2 separate regions of the Zea mays genome follow, and region 2 is linked to region 1. A link is a contact called in public Hi-C data. All regions are on one chromosome and are shown on one strand. The core of a region is the stretch at or near the end of the contact, and the rest is flanking DNA. Distances in the headings are between cores, read along the strand shown.

Region 1 (7,880 bases), core at 2,704-5,203:
TCCATGCATGCATGCAGCTGCAGCACACCAGATCAGCAAATGTCGGTACTCTGCAGTCTGCAGAGTGCACAGCATAGATGTCTCTCTCCAATGAGGAACATGGGAAGGTCCCCGCCCCCAACTGGATAATCTTTACCTGGTAGATGATCTGGAGCAGGTAGCCCCAGAACCCAGCGACCTCTCCGGCACCGTCTCGTTCATCCAAGGCCGGCTTAGCAGCAGCAGGCCCCAGGCCACGGGCGACGACGTATCCCGCGCCGTCCTCCATGTCTGCCGCCGCCGCCGCCGCCGCCGCGGCGACGTTCTCCTCGGCGAACCTGCTGCAGCCGTAGATGGACAGGGCCGTGCCGAGCTGGAACAACAGGTTCACGGATCCAACAGTTACTTTTCCGTCAGCGACCACACGGGCCGTTTGCGTTTCGGAGTATTTGTCGAGCATCATTGGCTCGAGGAATTTAGATGGACAGATCTTGGATTGTTTGGATGATGTGCGATTATGAAAGAGAAAAGAAAAAAAAGGGGCCTACCCCGAAGTAAATCGTCACCAGAATGAAGGTCCACCTGCACAACAGACAGTTCAACCACCGTTACGAAGAAGGAGCAGAGTTTATCACAAAGCAGAAACACTACACTACTCGAGCAGCAGCAACCAGATCTCTCTGAGAAATTTGGTACGTACTAACTACCAGTCACAATCTCAGAGGTTTTTTTTCTTTTAAGAAGAAAAAGGGTGGGAAAAGGCTACTACACTAGTGATTTGTAAACAGAAGAAGACAATACCTGGAGAGAAAAAAAGGCAGGTATTTATTTATGCATTGGAAACTTGTATCAGAAAATCTTCAGGTTCAGTGGAACAGAAAGTGTCAATGAAGGCCATCTAGTTGGGGGTGGGTATTCCTTACAACACTATCCACTTGTCATTTATGATTAAGCCTAGAGAAGCCTGACCACACACACAGAGTCGCAAGACCCAATGTTTTCTGAAAATCTGCTTCACAAGGCATTAGACATGTACAGTGTCACATCTTTTTTTTCAGAGAAAATTGATGCAAAAAAGAGTGTACATCGCCTGAATAAAAGTCTCTTGTACAAAGAATCTACTACTACTGGAGGAAAAGATTGCTGGTGAAGGGGGGGGGGGGGGGGGGGGGGGGGGGGGGGAGGAAACCCAGACAGAGAGGTGGGGTTGGGTAGCTAGCTTGCTGTGTAAGCTAGTTGTTTAGCAGCCACCAGACTGTGTACAGTAGCATAAATAACAGAGGATGCTGCGAAACTGACTGATGGCTCCATTATTGTTTCCAAGAACCATGTTCAGTTCTTGCAACCGAAAAAAAAGGACCCATGTTTAAAACAGGTTTGTACCATGGGAAGAGCCCTTTATTCCCGGTGGAAACTCAAAGTTAGACCAACTCCAGCAGACTCCCTCTCCGTATCCCTAAAACGCGCGACCAACACATTCTCTCTCCTCTCCGTATCCGTCTCCGTTTCCAGCAACACTCCCCATCCCACTCCGCATGCAGTCTATGACACCTGGGGCCCGCGAGCAGCCGCGCGCGCACGCAGAGAGCTGCGGAGAGGAGAGAGAAAGCGTGGAAATGGGGAGTGCAGGTACAGGCCGTGCGTTTTACGGAGCCGGATGCGGAGACTGCTGGACTGATGAATAGTGTGCTAGGCTCCGCAAAATAGGGATACGGAGCCGCATGTGGAGTGCTGCTGGAGTTGGTCTTAGCATTAGTACTGCAAGAGGAGAGAACAAATGCCAATCCTTGCTGACTGGTTTCTAATTCAGTCAAGCACCAAATGAGATGATAAAAGACTTAATCAGCTGCAGCAGCTGAGTGGCAATGCGCCACCTTCTCTTCTTCTTTTTTAAAACAAAAGATTTTAAAAAAAAAATTGGGGGGGAACCTTTACTCGACTTTGCATCTAATCCAACATTTTCCACAGCGATTTTTGTTTTCAACATTAGAGAAAAAGGGCAAGGAAATAAGAGAAGACGAGAGAGAGAGGGTAAGTGGTGGCAAATGATGACTCACTGAGTGTAGTAGTAGAAGATGCTGCCGCCATCGGAGATGACAATGACGACGAGGAGGCTGAGGAGGACGAAGAAGGAGATGAGCCTGTAGGCGAGCAGCCACGCCGGGTGGATGTCCCGGAGGCACGGCCGCCACGCCTCGTCGTCGTACAGCACCCCGTGACACCTCTCCTTGCCGCCGTCAGCCGCAGCGCCCGGGGACGACAGGCCCGCGCCCGCGCCGCCGGGACGCCGGTCGGCGCTGGGGCCCTCGTGACGCCAGATTAGGTAGCCCGCGACGGCCATGCAGGCCAGCACCCACAGGCCACAGAGCCCCACCCGCCAGTGCAGCCAGTAGTGCAGGCTCGTGGTGTCGGCCGTGGCCATGGGCTCGTACGACCGCGCCGCCGAGCTTCCGCCTCCTCCTACTCCTCCTCCTACTCCGCCGCCGCCGCCGCCTGTGATGAAACGCATGCCCCCGCCGTTAACTAGGTAGCCGCCTCAGACTCCTGGCGCATGAACCGCGCGGCGCGAGCGAACGCGGCAATGGCTCTACTGCTGCGGCGCGCGGCAAGAACTCGGTGGCTCGGTCCGAGCAATGCGCGCGGACTAAACAGTACACTCTCGAAAGGAGCGAGCTGGGAACAGCGCCGGGACGGGAGGGAGAGGGGGGCTCGTCAGATTCTTGTAGCGGAAGGAGAAGGCAATGCTAGTTGATAGCTGGTAACGAGTAGCGTTGCGGTGAGGACGACAGGCAGGCGACACACGAAACCAACGCCGGCGAGCAGAGGCAGAGCGCACACACACACACACACGGATTGCATGCGGGGGAGACAAGGGAGGAGTGTATCGATGGGCAACGAACAAACAGCCAGCAACGGCCCCGGCCCAGGCCCCCGCCCCCGCCCACGGAAGACGCCAATAAGGCCAGGTCACACTCTCTGCTCACGATTCTCTCGCGGCAACGCAAGCAAGCAAAAGCAACCGCGGCTCCCGCGCGACGGAAACGAACAGACAGGGATCGCCGCGGCAGGCAGCCAGCCGTAGAACAGCGAGCTCCTCCAAGACCACGGAGAGGGAGGGAGGGGGGGCGGTTAAAGATGGGAGAGCGGGGAGAACCGGAGAAGATGCTTGCACGCAAGAGGGGGAATGGGAAAGCTACAAAAGGTAGAGGGGGGGAGGTGAGGGAGGGCAGAGGGGGGGTGGCCTGGGGAATGAGATGCTTTGCTTCTTCCACCTTTCGAGGGAAATCTCTCGCCCTCGGGGAGTTTATATACTCCTCTACATACCGACGGGCGGCGACCATACAAGCAGGGCAGGCATGTGGATGGGGACGCCGTCTCATGATCTTCTTCTCGTGTCGTCGTCTCTCTATCATTTGTTTATCATCTACTCACACACGGTAGGATTAGAATTATAATAATAGTAATCAGAATCTCTCGCTTGCCGCAATCAACCATGCAACAATGTCCCTCTCTCTCTATCTGTCTGTCTGAATTGCACTTCTAGAGTTTGGCTTGTGAGAGGGGTCATGGCCATTGCTCCCGCCGGTGCCAGCTTGCATTGCAATTGCCATTGCCATTGTGGGGGGCAGGGCACAGGCCGGGGCAGTACAGTTACACAGCTACAGCTACAGAGCAGCAGTGGATTGACCAATGGTCAGTGCCTGGGGCCCGTCCCGGCGTCTCTTTCGGCCTGCATTGCGCTGCATAGGGGTGAAAACGGGCGGATACGGACGGATAGTAGCTCATCCTGTATCCTACCCTAATGTATTTAAAACGGATTCGGGATCGGATACGGATAGTTAGAAACGGGACGGATACGGATACAGGGACCGGATATTTATCCGGGCGGATAAGTGACGGATACAAATATTATTTTATCGGATATCGGATACTTGTTGGATAATGCATTAATTGGTTATCATAAAATATTCTTGTTCGATCACGAAATTGCAAGTAAATTAATACTAATAAACATTTAATAGAAGATAATCTCAAGTTCCCACATAAAAATGGTAGAGTGAAGTATTGATTATGTTAAAACTTGGATACTTAGAGTGATTTCACGTGTAACTCACCTAATAAGTGGAAATAAAATAGAAAAAACGTTAACATCCTATGGATTTTATGGTCCCATTCTATTCAAATAAAACCTCAAGTCGCCACATGAAAATGATAAATGAAATATTATATATGTTGAAACGTCGATACATAAAATGATTTTACGTGTAACTCACGCAATAAGTGGGAGTGGAATGGAAGAAACACCAACATATTGTGGATTTTATAATCCAAATGTTTTTTGAGAACTATATGTGGATATATGTTGTGTCCCAGTAAAAATTCATGAATTTTTTAGGCTATTTGGTGTATTATTAATTTCTTGTAGAAAATCATCAAAATACAATTAAATTCATAAAAATATTGTAGTGTCGACCGGAAATTGCGAATAAGTTACCAATATTAATAAATAGTTTATAAAAAGATAATTCTAAGTTTCCACGTGGAGATAATCTTAAGTCCCCACATGAAAATGTTAAAGTCTATTATTTTGATATAAATTTAGACATTATTTCAATGATTTTGGCCTAAAGATATGTTTAAACAAAAATGTGTTGTACTACAAAGTTATAGATCTCTTCGAGCTCTACAATTTTCATATAAACTTTATATTCATCCGATTTCATATGTAAAAGTTATGATTTTATAACTATATTATTATGCAGAAAAAGAAAAAACGGGTACCCGAATTCCGGGTACCCGTATCCGACCCGAATATCCGGGTATTTATCGGGTAGTACCCGTTCCGTATCCGACCCGAATCCGAAGCTGTACTATCCGGGTATTACCCGTATCCGTCCTGAATATAAAAATACCCGTATCCGTATCCGAAAAATGGTCCCGAATCAGTATCCGTATTCGGTACCCGTTTCGGGTACCCTACCCGTTTTCACCCCTAGCGCTGCATGCCTGCATGGTGGCATATTGGCGTGGGAGGGAAGAAGGAGGAGGTGTGTGTTGTGTGACCCCTGGAAGAAGGCTGGAACGGGAACCAAGGCTGCTTTTCCACCCATCAAATCCTCGTCGGCCGCACCAAACAGCAACAGGGCGACGCGACGGCGACGCCAGTCACGACGCCATGCAGGCTGCAGAGGCGACTCGGCAAGCACCGACGACGCGGTCCGTGACCGTGAGGTTTTCAGGCTACAGTGGTGCTTTTCCACGCGAGAAGAGGAAGGAACCGGGAGCGTCTTTTCAAACCCTTCACACACACCGCTGCCGTGGTTTTGCGGTCACTTCCCCCCAGGCCCCAGACCACAGCTGTTCCATGTCACAGGGAAACTCAAGGAGGAGGAAGAAGGGACAGGACAGGAGAGTGTACTGCGCATCTCTGCTGGGAATTGGGAAAAGGGAGGGGGAAAAGTTTACATTTTTTTTGTTTGTTTACTTTTCTTGACTGGATTGTAAACCTGCCTTGACTCATTTGACTGGCTGCATAGCCTAGGTTTGGTTTTACCTCATGTTTTATTTAAGTAACTAGAGAACGAGCAAGTAGTAATGCATGGATCCAGTGGCTGCCTCGAAATTGCAATTTTTTTCCACCTGCTTTTTTACCCCCCAACAAAACCAAACAGCTGTTCTCTTTGCCGCAGAGGAATCTATCTTGGTAGAAAAAGGCGGGTTTCTCCCCACCCCTTTTCTTCCCCCGGTCCGGCACAACATGCATGTAGCAGCAGAACAGGGCAAGCTTGCCGGCCAAGGCTTGGAATATGCTATGTACACACATATATATCAATGCGTATAAAACAGATCGATGCAGAAAAAGGAGCATGCAGGTATATCCTAGCGTTTGACAAAGCTCGCTAGCTAGCTCTACGTGAGTACAGCACAGATTAGCTAGCCAGCAGCGACCATTGCCGCTAGCCTAGCTTAGGCTTAATCATGTGCAGTTCTGACCTTTTTGACGAGGGTGTCTTGTTAGCATGGATGATGCATGTGTCTCTATATATAGAAAGAGAAGGTTTATATAATAAATAAAAGCCTAGTGTGGCTAAGAGATCTTCCAATGCCATCCATCCATGATCATCCATGTCCATCCCACGGCATCATCAGGATCCCATCCCAGGCAAGAAGAAGCGGACTAGGAGAGGCTCCCGGTTCTGGCGCCGATTCGATAGATGCTAGCTGCTGCGTGATGATGACTATCTCCGTCGTCCTCTGGATCCTCCATGCTGGACTTCTCTGAGTGATGATGATCTGGGGGCGTGGCAAAGATTGGTCGCGGCAGATCAGACGCGGTAAATTAGGGCAGTAATAATAATTGACCACCAATGCAAGGAGGGCCGGGGTTGCTGTGCTGAAGTAAAGTAAACTAAGCTAAGCTAGTGTTAGCTTTAGATCGGCTGCTTTGAGGGCGAAATGATGGTCATGATGAGTGACACACAGAGGGGGTGGGGAGGGGGGGAGGAAGGAGATCTTTTGTAGGGCAATGCGTGTGTTGGTTTTATTAAATAAACTTTTAATTAAGGGGGGGACGATATGGCTGGCGGGAGATCCTCTGCGGCCGATGGCTTTTCCGATGGATCCCAACGCGTGTCTCGTGACGCATGTGAGCCGTGAGCGAGAGATGAGTGATGACCGACGACCGGAGGTTAGGGAAAGAAAGGCAAGGCAGGCAATGCAATTGGCGTGCAGAGAATCCGGGTCGGTAGTGGACACGTACTATGAGCTAGGCGAGAAACGCAGCAGGATCGTCGGGGAGGTCAGCCATCGCTCTCCCCACGGCGATTAGATGATGCATCGTAATAGTATCATCAGTAATAAAGAAGAGGGCCGATGAATAAAGCAGCAGGCAGGAAAACAAAGGCAAAAAAAAAAAACGGAAAAAAGCCACCGCGCGCGATTCGAAAGCAGCTAGCCAGTGCTCTGTCAGCAGAGCACACTGCACTGCACTGGCCACTGGCTCACATTCACATGCATGAGGCGCTCATGAGATATATCGATGGGGGGAGTACGGGTTATTGGCGCTTGTACTTAGTTAGTTGAGCCTAACTACCTCACCGGCCGGCCGGGCGGCTAGCAGTATGGACTGGCCGGGTCACCTGGCTATGAATCTCTCCGCAACCAAATCATCATGGTTATTCAGTTGTGAAATATGAAAGCATGTAAACATAAAACAAAATGCAGGCTAGTATAGTACATAGTAACTCATTCGATCCATTGGATGAGTATTAGGCTCCTGTTTAGAAGCAACCTAGTTTTTTTTAAAAAAAAAATCGGTTTTTATCTTTTAGTTAGGAAAAGGCCAACGAGCTTCTTGGTTTTTAAATCTAATTCCTATAAACTGAGCCATATATAAACTGGTTTGTTTGGAATCACCTCAGTTTCTATCTATAAACCGGTTTCTTAAAATCTAGTATATGATGCTTCCAAACAGGACCTTAGTGGTCTCGCTAATTAACAAATTAAGAGCTAACCTAACTATATATTAGGCACATGCATGCATGCATGCGTACACGCACTGGGTGGGTAATTGTTAACGGGTTGATATGAGTATCAGCACGAGACGAGTATACATGGTATGGAGAGAAGGCAAAGGAAAGGTTGGAGTGTGACGCAACCCCAACCTAGTACAGCTGCTGCTAGCGACCACCGACGTAGCAAAAGACATTATATATTATAGACACAGAGAGATACTCCCTCCGTTTCTTTTTATTTGTCGCTGGATAGTGTAAAATTGCACTATCCAGCGACAAATAAAAAGAAACGGAGGGAGTAATAATGTTGCCCTTTTTTTGGCTTCTTTTATAGCCCGAGACATATAGAAATACATGGCTAATATATAAGGGGGAGAAAACAGCTCG
Region 2 (7,880 bases), core at 2,583-5,082, 410 kb before region 1:
CAACTGCCCACTCTATAACAGCCCAGCCGGAGGGTGGTGCGCAGGATATCGATCCCCGAGAGCGAGTGGGGCACAGTGAGGTGATTTTTTTTAACCAATCCCGATATTCACCCCCGAGGAGGATCGAAACCGGGATCTGGAGGTGCTATTCGGAAGCCTTAACCATTACGCTAGAGGCCTGTGTAACCATAACACATTGACATGAAACAGAACGAATGATCCTTTAAGATTCAAATATGCTATATCATGAACTACACCAAGATAGTACATGTCCCCACTCCCCAGTCCTCTCTCACAATTGGTAAGAAACCTAAGACGACATCAATTACAAATCATATCCAATAGTAGCTACATGAAACATATGGCATTGAAAATTGAATCTAAATCAGCATTAAGCAGTTCCAGTAAAACATAATCCAAAAGTATTGGTTCTCATTCAGATTTTCAGTTGTTGAGGAAATTTCCCAAACTAAAGTTAAGACCAAAATACAATATACACACAATATATATGTTGATGTCACTATGAAAAATCATTAAATTAACTTACTCGCCATGGCATAGAAAGCATATGGGTGCTCTTCATAACCAAACATTTCGCGCAGTTCATCTCCATAAAATCTGTAAATCACCATACCCATGAAAGCAACTACCTAAAAGACAATAAGAAAAAACAAGATTATAAGAGCAAAAAAAGATCTATATAAGTGTGCAGTTCACTATGGTCGTCGAGGCCTCTTTCTTGATCATGTAAAATATTGTGTGTTGGTCTCCCATAATGTAATCATAAAAGAATACCATGTACTTGCTCAAAGCAACCCACAAGGATGAAAGGGAAAGGAGATGAACCAAGTGTAGAAAACCAAGCGCGAAAGGGCCTCTAGCGTAATGGTTAAGGCTTTCGAGTAGCAACTCTAGGTCTCGGGTTCGACCCCCCTCGAGGGGCGAATTTCTGGCTTGATTAAAAAAATCCCATCATTGTGCCTCGCCCGCTCCCGGGTTACGTCCTGCGCGCCACCCTCTGGATGGGCTGTTGCGAGTGGGCGGTGACGACCCACTAGTGATGGGGGCCAAGGTTCAGGAATTTTCTCGGTCGAGACCATGTTTCGGTCGCTTCTTAATACAATATCGGGAGGGCAGTCTTTCCCTCTCCAGTCGAGTAGAAAACCAAGCTGCAAATATTTTTAATCATGCATGATGCTTCTAAATAATGCAGCAAAGCGAAAGGGCCTCCAGCTTAATGGTTAAGGCCTCCGAGTAACACCTTCAGGTTTCAGGTTCGACCCCCTTTGGGGGCGAATTTCTGGCTTGGTTAAAAACCACTCGTTGTGCCCCGCCCGTTCCCGGGTTACGTCATGCGCGCCACCCTCCAGCCGGGCTGTTGCAGAGTGGACGGTGACAGCCCGCTGGTGATGGAAGCCAGGGTTCGGGGATTTTCTCGGCCGGGACCATGTTTCGGTCTCTTCTTAGTATAATACCGGGAGGACGGTCTTTCCCACTCCGGCCGAGTTTTTTTTAATAATGCAGCAAACAGAAAATTTGTTATGTATTTCTAGCTTCAGCTAAATCAATGAAATCTGGAAAAGAAAGTGAAAAAATGATTCAGCTCAAAATATGTCAATAGAGAATTACTGGATCTGTTTCCATGGTCTATAAAAGGCGTGAGTATCTCACCAGTTGCACAATAAAGAAGATTAGTGTGTGATCCCTAACAACCAGAAGTTGAAACTTCAATCTTAACCACCATCGATCTGGAGGAACATTTGCACGAAGAAAGAATGCAGCTCGACATTCAGTGCAATGTGAAAATGCAAAACCTTCCTGGGTAATGTGTTACAGACATACTAGGTTAGAGCCAACTAGACTAATAATGATGATTAGGAAGCATCTTTTAAGTCTGCAGTTTAGAGAATAGATGCTCTAGAATCCAGACCTTTGTTGATCTCCAGTTATCAAGACAGGACCTATGGACATACTTCTGCGTTCCCTTGCAACGGCAGGGCGCAATCAAGTCATCACCTACTCCGTGGCAGGTATGCAACAAAACAAACATGAATTAAATATTAAAAAATAACAAGGCATTTCAAATTCCTTAACAACTATCTATCTAAGAAAAGTTCTAATAGTCACCACTATTCTTAAGGCGTCGCCTAGGCAACGCCTAGGCGTCCAAGCGCTCGGGCAAAACTGGCCGCCTTGCTCGCCTTACCCGCCTAGGCGTCGCCTAGGCGCTAAGGCGGTTGTCTGCTGCACTTGCTCGCCTAGGCGCCTTAAGAACACTGATAGTCAAAGAGCAAACCTTCACTATCAAGGCAAATCCGGCATTGAGGAACGTCCTGAATAACAAGGTGAGTTTCTTCATTGGCATCGATATGTTCATTGTCGTTGTCATCATCAACGCTCACTGGGTTGATTTCACATGAGGCTAGATGCTCTGTTGATCTCTCTATCAGGTTTAGTTGTGAACTTGTTGACTGTGAATCTGACACTTCTGCATGATCACAATGGGGCACAAACTGCATCGTCTCTTCTGTTTGAGTGCCATGAGAAGCCAACTGCATGATAAACAGGACCCAAATCATAGCCAGACATCACCAAGCAAGCATTTTGTCAAGCATTTGATAAAAAAACCAGGTCCTGCAAGATAATATGTGGTAGGTAAGTCGTGTACCAATAAGTAGGATGTGCTGAAAGGTTAAAACTGATAAACTACATGTTAAAAATAAATCAATACCACATAAAAATCAAGCCAATTAGAATAAAATGCCCTCATGCACATAATCTATCACAATGATTTTAAGTATGGCTAGCTAGCTGAAACCTAAAGTTTGGTTGGGTCATCACTCATCAGGGATAATATCAGTCTCAGAATATGGAGATGATAAGTCATGTATATGTTAATCAGAGCATGGGTGCTTTTGCTTAGCTTGATATTTCAACCTTTACTCGGTAAAATGAACCAACATACTTGATAGCGAAGCCATTAGGTTCGAACGGTCGGTTTTGTGTTACTTGGTTTTAAAAGATTTGATGTCTGACTGTTCCGTCTGCTTTGCTGGGGCTGACAGGTAAAGCAGTAATATACGGTTCAATCCCATGTTGGGAGCCTATTACTATTGTTTATACTTTTGAGTTTTGATAAGGATCGGTGCACTAGATTTTGCCAGCCACACTACAAAATAAAGTTAGCTACTACTGTGGGGACCAGTGACCAAGGCGAGCCTGACCTCAACCCAGCCACAGCCAGCATCGATGGATATGGATGGAACCAGGAAAGGAGGGAATCGAATTCCAACAGTATATCTGCTCGAACCAAGTATCTCTAGCACATCACCATCTTATCTAGAACCACACAAAACCCCCACGGTTCCAGATACCCATATCCCAGTTATTACTGTCCCGATTCCCCCGCTACCTATGATGCAGCAGCGCCAATCCAGAGCCTTCAGCTGCTGGGTTAGCTACACATACATGCGCATGGGTCCGTCGAAGCGCCCTGCGGGACGACTGCTGACGAGAGTCGAGGAGCAGAGCAGAGCAGAGCAGAACGCGAATCGGCGACCCTAGACGCCGCGGTCGCGCGAGAGGACGGAAGAGGCGCGAGCGTACGTACCTCGTGCGCCCACGCGGGATGTGTCTCCCTCCAATGGGGGTGGGGGGATCAGGCAGAGGCGCGGCGGAGATCTGAGCGCCGGGCGAAGGTGACGAGATAGGAGACGAGCGGCCGGAGGTATGGTATGGTATGGTATGGACGGGTGCGGCCGGCGGGGGGGCGGCGGCGTCAGGTGTCTTGTTCTGGAAGGGAGGGATTCGAGACCGGAGACTTGGAGACGGGAAGATTGGGAATGGAAAGGGTTGGTTGGATTGTCCTGTTGCTCGTCTTGTACTCTTGTTCCCTGCTCCTTCTCCGTCCCGCCCTGCATTGACCTCGACGCGCTCGGTTTGATTTCTTTTTCTCTTTTTTTAAAAAATTTTTGGACCAAGCAGGGATGGCTAAGGGCCTGTTTCTGTTTGGATCTACCTCGGTTTTAAAAAAAAAAACTGATTTCTATACCTGATTTCTAGAAACTGGCTTTTAGATAAAAACTGCACAAAAGTGTTTGAATCAAAAGTTTTTAAAATTTGGTCTCTAGCTTCGACAATGACCGTTGTATCCTTGGCGGAATGCATGAGCAAGAGCGCAGGTCAGATCGATCTGCGGCCGCGCTGAAGGAAACGGAGGCCTGGGCGCTCCCACGAGATGACGAGATGCGTGGAGGAGTCGAGGAGACACGAGTAGAGATGGCAATAGATCTCGTTTCCTAATTCTTTACGGGAATTCATTAGGAAACGGGAAAGTTTTTTATCTCACAGGGATATAAATAGAAAAAAAATCTCTCTAGACCAATAAACGAGAATGGGTACGAGAAAGCATTTCTCATCCATTTTTCATATAGACCCCGTTAAATTTATATATGGTGATATTTTTTATATAATAGTTAATAATAAAAATAAATAATTATATTGTTAAGAGATTAGATGTTATATAAATATGTTTATTTTAATGTGCATAATGATTTTTTATATCTGACACTAATTTCCCGTTTCCATTCCTGGCGTGAGTGTTGCCTCCTGGGCGGTTACAACACGCCTGGATGTAGACCGGACGCCTGGGCGTGGAGTTGGCCGGATTGCTGCTCGGATGAACACGGGGAGGCCTGGGCGCGTGGAGTTGTTGCTCGCGACGGTGGCATTGTTTAGTAATTATTTTCCAACTCATTAAGGGTAGTACGTAATTAGCCAACCAAAACTGGTTTTAGTAAGGGTTAAACAGATTATTGATTTTTAAGAAACCAGGAAACAGGTTTTTGGAAATTGAATAAAAACTATACCTGTGTAAAGGCCTTCTAACTTTTAAAAATCAGTTTATAAGAAACTAGGCAAATCAAAATAGAACCTAAGCTAGTGGAAATAGCTAACAGCCCAACGAATATTGCGCAAGCGTGAAGTCTTCGTGAATCATAGAATCGTAGTCAGTGGCGGTCTGGCGGACATGAAGGGGCCCCTACTATGTTGATAAAACTCCATTGGCTATAGAGGTATAGTATAGATGAGAAAGAAGGAAGAAGAAAAATAGAGAAAAATGAGCCCTCACACTGTTGGAGAAAGAGGTGGAGGTTAGAGGAGAAGAGAAGAGAGGAAAAAAATGAGAGAAACATAAGTCCCTACCAGCTTGTTTTTGTCTTCACCGTCGGTCACTAGTAAATTAGCCCCTCCCTTAGTCTATTCCTGGATCTGGCGCTGGTCGTAGTTGTACGTTTAAACCTGCACGAAGGAGTATAGAGCCATTAATTTTTCCTTTGCCACACCAAAAAAGTATATGATACCACATTCAACTTACGAGGCGTTTGGTCCTTTTATTTTAGAGGATTTGGAATTCACTTAATTAAGTAACATATTTAGCTTGGATTTTGACATTCATCACTTTCTAAAGTTCTGATATAAGCTTATCTCAAATTCATACGGTCGAGGATGTTAAATGATTTTATGTATTACTAGAATTGGTTTCTACTATGTAGCTTACAAGACGATCTTTAACTCATTCATTTATAGTAAAAATATAGCACATAAATATCTCCGACGTCTTGCTAATAATATTATATTGATATATTTTATATAAAACTGAATTAGTTTAATTGATATATGCCTAAATTACTATATTAGAATGGAATTCAATTCCAATGATCTAAACGGGTCGTTAGGGCTTTTAGAAACACCCCGTTTTTAAGAAACTGGTTTATAAAAATTGAGTTGGTTCTGAACATACCAATTTATGTTCCAGTTTATGAAAATTGGATTCCCAATTTTTTAAAAATCAAGAAACTAGGCTATCCTAGCTAATATAGAAGTTTTAAATACCATTAACCAGTTTTTTTATAAACTAGTTTCTAGAAACTAGAAATAGAAACTCGCATTCTTAAAAACTAGTCGATACCAAACAAGGCCTTAATTTGTTGTTATAATTATACACGGTCAATGGTTTATTTAGCAAATTCAGTTTCGTTCCGTCTCTTGGAGAGATGGATTTTAATTTTAGAAGCCAAACTGTGTTATTGTTTGTTGTCTTATCTTATTTGATATTTGGTTCACAGCCATCGAAATACTTTGTTTGCACTTTATTCTATTCACCGGCGTGCCTCTAAATCCAATCAGATTGAGCAAATTTTTGGTGGTAAAACAAAACAGGAACATCACAAAATTTAGCTCCATCTATATCTATCAATCAAATACTGCATCATCTGTCAGCCGGCAATGTCGTACAATTTGCTCAAAACAAAACAGGAACATCACAAAATTTCCATTGCCATGTCACAAATGACGACGGCAAACCTAGTCAGAGTCAGGGTCCCCGTCGACGATATCTGGCATCAAGTCTTCGGACTCTGATTCGATGCCAGACTCAGAACCAAACAATTCCGTGAAGCTGGCTGAACGGGCCTCAGGTGCTTCATGGCGGTGGTGGCTTGAACCAACACCTGGAGTCGCAGAAGCTTCACCTGGATGGACGGCTGCGCTTTTGTTCTCATGAGGACTATCCTGCTCGGGAAATGACGCATGCTTACGTGAATCAGAATCTGTTGTGCGCACTGGAGAGGGGACAGCATTGGAACTCGAAGGATTCTCCGCTGTGTTTGGCTTGGCAGCTGTGGCTGCAGCTGCATCGACCACCTTGACATCAGTCTTGGTGGATGCTGGTGCATCTTGTGCTGCGTCTGTGATTCTGGGTGGGTCGACTTTTGGATCTTCTGCTATGGGATTGAGCTGCTTTCCATCCTCCACCAGCACACCTTTACTTACCACAGCATCACTACCGTTCACTGGAACCTCTGGTGGTTCATTGTTGTTGGATATTAGCCAGTCATCGTACATGTCTTCGACCTCCATTGCTTGAGGCTGGTCCCCAAATGGTGAGATCTGGTGTGTACCAGCACCAAAAACTGTTTTTTTCTGTGCAGTGTAGTTGAACCCAGAGCTTGCAGGAACTGTTCTTTCCAGAGAAAGGGCTCGAGGGTGGACAAGGACATCCAAAGCAAGCAAAGCATGTGAACAAAACTCTGCAACCTTAGTGCCTATCTCTAGCTTCCCTGTGATGAACAAATGATACAAATTATTAATACGCATGACGGGGGTGGACATTATTAAGCCCAGAATCCAACCCAGACCGCAAGCTTATGGTCCAAAATAAATATAGTTGCTAATTGTTTTTTGAACGAGAAAAGTTGGAAGTCAAATATTTTTCAGTGCCGCACCAATCGCAGTTAAACCTTTGTTCAACTAACTGCATGTGTTAATTATAAACTAAAATTTAAATAACCCATCCAGAATCCAATAAAAACATCCCGAAAGATATTACCTTTTCTGAAGAGTTCAATTCCGTTGGCTAAATAAGGAGGACGGGCATGAGAAGAAAGAAAAGATGCCAGCAGGCCCTTAAGCGAAGCAAGTTGGAAGTCCGATATGTTTGGCTCCCCAAATGTGGATGGCTTTTGCTCATAACTCCCTCCCATGCCGCAAGCACTTCTAGCCACGTTAATTAAGAGCATGTCCACTTCTGACCTCCAGCGATCCATCCGCAATGAACCTCCCTGCTCCGTGATAAGTTGATAATGACATAAAAATCTATTTATAATTAAATAACAGTATATATGCTGGTTGCATAACAAATTCAATACGCAATTTGTTCCTGTTCAACATAGAAAGTTAAGGTAAGTTTGGTACTTCTTCCTTTGTAGAATATAATCATTAAAAATAGTTATAGCTACTGTTTCAGCTATGGTATGAGTATACTTATCTATGAGCACCAAGATGTACAGCACAATGCTGTACAGATTTGCTTCAAAAAT

Evidence for each region. A called contact is a pair of places that touch in the nucleus more often than the background predicts.
Region 2: a Hi-C map of endosperm shows a contact between it and region 1, with 2.7 times the contacts expected there. The contact joins the promoter of LOC100285184 here to the promoter of LOC103626567 in region 1. A contact is called at or near these places in 2 of 25 Hi-C or Micro-C datasets (ear and endosperm).

Annotation. Positions count from the first base shown.
Region 1 is chr5:76,546,951-76,554,830 of Zm-B73-REFERENCE-NAM-5.0, reverse strand. LOC103626567 reads right to left here and starts at 3,953. Exons shown (of 8, transcript XM_008646982.3): 1 at 2,037-3,953; 2 at 528-561; 3 at 137-352. The coding sequence starts at 2,488.
Region 2 is chr5:76,954,376-76,962,255 of Zm-B73-REFERENCE-NAM-5.0, reverse strand. LOC100285184 (zinc finger, C3HC4 type family protein) reads right to left here and starts at 3,832. Exons shown (of 8, transcript NM_001158078.2): 1 at 3,611-3,832; 2 at 2,297-2,634; 3 at 1,931-2,016; 4 at 1,672-1,818; 5 at 548-650. The coding sequence starts at 2,579. It overlaps LOC103626575 (proline-, glutamic acid- and leucine-rich protein 1), which reads right to left. Exons shown (of 13, transcript XM_008646987.3): 12 at 7,391-7,622; 13 at 6,212-7,121. The coding sequence ends at 6,367.